Linked DNA regions of Zea mays: region 2 is linked to region 1. A link is a contact called in public Hi-C data. All regions are on one chromosome and are shown on one strand. Each heading gives the region's core, a stretch centred on a gene start, on an enhancer-like site or on the middle of the called end of the contact. The rest is flanking DNA. Distances are from core to core; before and after follow the strand shown.

Region 1 (2,700 bases), core at 48-2,547:
GACGCATTATTCGTCTCCCCGGGCCCGGTTCCTTGTCGCCTGGCGCCCCGCCCGCGCGCGCAGCAGGCATCGGGACAAGGCGAGCGACATCGTGATTCGTGAGTGGCATGGCATTGGCATGCATCGAAAGCGGCGGCTCAACGCTCCGTGCGCCCGATCGGTCCTCGGTGTCGTCGCCTAAGTCGTATTTTTCTCTTTCTGTATAAAGCTTTTTACTAATCACCCCGATCACGTCACTTCATCAGTCGTCACTCACGGTCACGGCTCATCCATTTCATCATCTATTATATACTAGCCAGATGTCTCATCATCTATTCTATACTAGCCAGTTGTCTGTATTTACGGACACTAAATATAATATATAAATAGGTATTAAGATATTTATTAAATATAATTATTGTTTATTTCTAAACGCTAAAGTATGTGTAGTCTGTTGGTTAGCTCTAAATTTATAGAGTAGAGAACGTGTGTTTAAATGCTCGCTTTGTACTAATTTTTTATATAATTATTGTTTATTTTTAAACACTAAGGTATGTGTGGTTTGATAACGACTGCGCAGGCGCTAGGGATCTATAGGGCAGTAACTAAGAGCATGCTGAGCATGAGTCCAACAGGGCATGACACCGAGACAGGAGACATGTGAGTATGGGTGGATAACGAGCCAGCTCGGCTCGGCTCGGCTCGTTAAGGTAACAAGTCACAGAGTCAGCTCGGCTCGGCTCGTTTAGCTCGCGAGCTAGAGTAGAAAAAAATAAAATGTACATAATAATTATTTTTAGTTAATTTCAAACTAATTTAACAATAGAAAATAGTAATTATACTTATAGTTTCACAAACCACATAAATATAACACCAAATTAGCACAATTCATCACTCATTAATTCACAATTCACATACATGTTCATCAGTTTAACCCATAATTATATTTGCATACACCAAATTACACACATAGACATAGTTTATTAATCATTAGTTTAATTCATATGCCATATACACCTCACATATATAATGTTCATCAATTATTCTGTAAATGATATGTATATAGTTTCGTTTTACTGGAATATGGTAGCTCGTTTAGCTCGCGAGCTGGCTCGTTAACGAACCGAGATAGGATATCAGCTCAGCTCGTGAAAAAATTCAAACGAGCCAATCCAAGCTGAACCGACCATAAACCAAACGAGCCAGCCACGAGCATTTCGTCCAGCACTACGTGAGGCGGGTCCAGTAAATTGGCACAAGGTGAAGCTATGTAGCACAGCTGTCCACCTTCCGCGTAGACTCGGATCCCACCTAGTCAATGGAGTGAGCAACGAGGGTTGGGTTCGGCAGCAGCGAGGGAAAAGCCAAAGCCCCCCAGGGCAGCAGGAAGCAATAGAAGCGAGCGAGGCAGCGGCGTGGGGCGAGGAGTGGAGGACACCGATCCCCGCCGGAGAGCGCGTCCATCCCAAATGGCGACTGCAGCTTCGCCCGCCGCTGCCTTTCCCCACATCCTCTCCCTCTCCTCCTAATCCCCTCCCAATCCCCCCCTCTCTCTCTCTTCCTCGCCAGCTGGTTCGTTCCGCACCCGCCGCCGCATTGGGTGCCGAGGAGGGACGCAATGGAGCAGGTAAGCGAGCGATCTGGCCCGATTCGGGCTCGAGGTTTTTTGATTCGGTCTGTCCGATTGAGCGTGCTCGTCTGTCCGCCTGCGTGCGTGCTGCTGCAGTACGAGAAGGTGGAGAAGATCGGGGAGGGCACGTACGGGGTGGTGTACAAGGCGCTGGACAAGGCCACCAACGAGACGATCGCGCTCAAGAAGATCCGCCTCGAGCAGGAGGACGAGGGCGTCCCGTCCACCGCCATCCGCGAGATCTCTCTCCTCAAGGAGATGAACCACGGCAACATCGTCAGGTCCGCTTTGGTTTTATGCAACAGCGGGTAGGTGTCGTTTTAGGATGGGATTCGTTTGCTCGATGGAAATGATGGTGCGTATGTATGCAATCAAGTAAAAGTCAGACGCAATTTTGATGCTGCGATGCCCTGTAGTGTTGGTACGCTGACAAGCTTTATACTCTCCTAAGTGCAGGTTACATGATGTTGTCCACAGCGAGAAGCGGATATACCTCGTCTTCGAGTACCTGGATCTGGACCTCAAGAAGTTCATGGACTCTTGCCCGGAGTTTGCTAAGAATCCCACTTTGATTAAGGTGAAGAAGCACATGATATGTTAGTTTGTGACTGCTAGTCTGCGCCTTGCTTCTGTCCTGCTCCGCATATAGATAAACTCGAGCCATGACTCATGCATTTGTTGGTGTGCTAACACAACTTTGTTATGATATTCTCGGAATCGAACTTGCAACGGAATAACTGCAATGTGGAACTGAAAACTAATCTAAGTAAACAACAGCTCAATGTTGTAGAGTAGAGGCCCATCTAGTGTCTTCCTGTTGCATGTAAAATCCTTTTTGTTCCCATCTGATGTGCTAGAATTTACATAGAGATGAGTCCCACATCATCAGTTGAGCTCGATATATGACATATTTGGCTGTTGTCTTCTCTCGTCGACCGTTACTGTGTTTTTATATGTTTGGAGAAAAGTGCTTGTTTTGACTTTTTATACTGTGTTTTTATATGTTTGGAGAAAAGTGCTTGTTTTGACTTTTTATACTTACTATGCTTGTCTTTGTAGTAACGTAAACTAGGATGTACGATTTGGGAAGA
Region 2 (2,700 bases), core at 39-2,538, 280 kb before region 1:
TTTATGGAGGCAAAAAAAAAAAACACATGAGAGCCATGGCTTAATGGTTCGCGAAACCTGACGTGGTCGTTGGAGACAGATCATATGGTTGTGACGAGCGAGATCTAGTTTATCGGATGGATCGGTGTCACGATAAAAACGAGGCAAGGGACAACAGATGAGCTAAGAAGGGGCGAAATCGGAGGATCTCTAGGGACCCGCCGCCCCATTTCACCACACACTCCGACCACCAATCATTCCAGCCAGACGACACAAGAGGCATGGAGCACACCAGCCGGCATCGTCCAACTGAGGATCCGGTTGGTTTTAGGGATCCCGATTCTCATACGAAAAATCTATATTTTCCACTTGTTCGATGGATCTGGTCATGCTAGTCCATTCAACACGTACGATGATGTTTTTCTAAGCCCTCGAACCTTTTTTTTCCTACTTCTTTCTAACGGGTCTTCAAAGTTTCTAATGCAAAATAATTATCACGCGAGACAAAAGCAGCTTCGTCATCACTAACAAACGACCAGATGTAACAAACGGAAGAGGCCTCATTTTGTTTTGAGATAGCAGAATCTTCTCTTTTTTCCCATTTATATACATTTGCTTTTCCTAAAACTGAACAGATGTAATGTATGTGTGATTTCTGTAAATTAAATTTCTACTCCTACACCGTCGTCACCCCGTCCTATAAAAAAACGAGTGTTTATATGGATTGGACGCTTGAATTTTAATATTCTCTCTCTCTCTCTCTTTTTTTGAACGGAGGACGGATTACGTGCGTTGCAAGCTGGCCGTCCTGAGTCCTATGGGCACGGGGAAGATTCTTATCTCTGATTGATTAGATGATGGGCTACAGAAAATTAGTACGGGAATCTTGCTGCAGCTGCTCCCTCGGTCCCACAATAACTATACATCAATATTCTATATCGATCAAACTTTCTTTTAGATTTATTTTAAAACGCTAACATCATTTGTATTTCTAAATAACCTTGTTATCAAATTAGATTTAAACATTGTCTAATAATATTAATTATAATAATAAATATCGAAATCTTTTTATATCTAATCTGATCAAATTAAAAATGGTGTATTTTTTTTTTAAAAAAAACGGAGAGATTAGGGAGATTCTTTGGAGTTTGGACCCTTTCGTCGAGCGGGACCCACGGGATGACAGATGACACGTCATCGTGCTCCTTTGCCCACTCACTTCACAGTCTCCTTCCTCTGTCCTCTACCAGCAGCAGCCCCACCAGCCACTATGCTATATATATATGGAAAGCAAAAACCAAAACCAACACAACCACTTGGTGGGCGCACCGCAGCTGAGCCTGTAGAGCACGAGCGCGCCCGTGAGAGTGGAAAAGAGAGGGCTGGCCCCGCCGGCCTGATCAGATCAGCGGAAGGCACACCGAGCTCTTGCCTGCCTCCACTCCACCCAATGGCGATGCCGAGGGCGCCGGGCGCGGGGTCGCTCCGCTTCCTGGGCCTGCTGAAGCAGCCGGAGTCCGACGCCGCCGCCCCATTCGAGCTCGACGAGCGCGACGTGTTGTGGCCGACGGGCGGGGGGCAGCAGGACGGTTGGGCCGCCCCGCCGGCGAGGCGGCGTCGCGCGCACGCCATGCCGCTGTACAGCTTCGGGCTGTCGTCGCTGCTCGCCGAAGACTGCGGCGGTGGGGTGCCCGTGCCCGTGCCGGGGAGGGCGATGGCGATGGCGCCGAGCGCCGCGCCGAGGCAGTCGGCGCCGGTGCGCGTGCCGGCGCCGTGGCCAGGCGGCAGGAGGGCCGACGAGGACGAGGAGGACGGCGAGGAGGTGGTGCCGCCGCACGTGGTCGCGGCGCGGCGCCACGCGCGGTCGTCGTCCGTGCTGGAGGGCGCCGGGCGCACGCTCAAGGGCCGCGACCTCCGCAGCGTCCGCAACGCCGTGCTCCGGCAGACCGGGTTCTTGGACCTGTGAACGTCCGCAGGCAGCCATGGCACAAGACGCCGATCGATACATTGTTGTGTGTCTGTGTGTCGTTCTAGCGTCCCTTACAAGTTACACATGAAGAACTGAACTCAATACGTTCAATCATCCGATGGGTCTGCTCTTCTTCTCCGCCTGTGCACAAAGCCTCCGACTTTTTTTCCACCTGAATGCAGCACCAACCCAACCGCCAATATTTTTCTCCTCTGCTCTGCTCCCACCGGCGGCGGCGGCGGGGTTGGTGGCTGGCGGCGTGACGGCATAATGCGGTTTCGTCAGAGATCGGAGATGGGAAAAAGGCAGGCTCAGATCCCCATGCCATGCCGTGATTGTCCACAAGCTAAAGCTAGCCTGCACAGGCAGGCGGTCTCCAGATCCATGCCGTCTCTCGTGTGCGCCAGCCGTCCTTTTTACATCTCGTCGTTTGGTGCAGCGTGGGATATGATGTGACGTGAGGTCCCCGGTGGCGGCTTCAATGTTCCAGGAGCTAAACAGTTTCATGATTTGGATGTTCTCGTCGACATTAACGTTGTCAGTTCCGTCTTGTGTATTTACCGATTCACTCTTCGAGGATGTTGATAGAGCAGGTGCGTTCACAGTGACAAACGATTATATATTGTCAAATTTGTGATGTGGACATCTTCATAGTCATAGAGCAGATTTAGAAGATTTAGGAGGGGTTTAGTTCCCACCTCATAAATTTTAGTGACTACAATTTAAAAAGGGTGACTAAAAAAACCAAAGAA

What was found. Hi-C and Micro-C count contacts between places; a contact is called where the count stands out from the background.
Region 2: a Hi-C map of endosperm shows a contact between it and region 1, with 2.0 times the contacts expected there. The contact joins the promoter of LOC100275828 here to the promoter of LOC100284730 in region 1. A contact is called at or near these places in 2 of 25 Hi-C or Micro-C datasets (endosperm and tassel).

What each region holds. Positions count from the first base shown.
Region 1 is chr9:160,479,725-160,482,424 of Zm-B73-REFERENCE-NAM-5.0, reverse strand. LOC100284730 reads left to right here and starts at 1,297. Exons shown (of 8, transcript NM_001157625.1): 1 at 1,297-1,606; 2 at 1,706-1,890; 3 at 2,066-2,186. The coding sequence starts at 1,598.
Region 2 is chr9:160,762,546-160,765,245 of Zm-B73-REFERENCE-NAM-5.0, reverse strand. LOC100275828 reads left to right here and starts at 1,288. Exons shown (of 1, transcript NM_001149820.2): 1 at 1,288-2,062. The coding sequence starts at 1,430. The coding sequence ends at 1,945.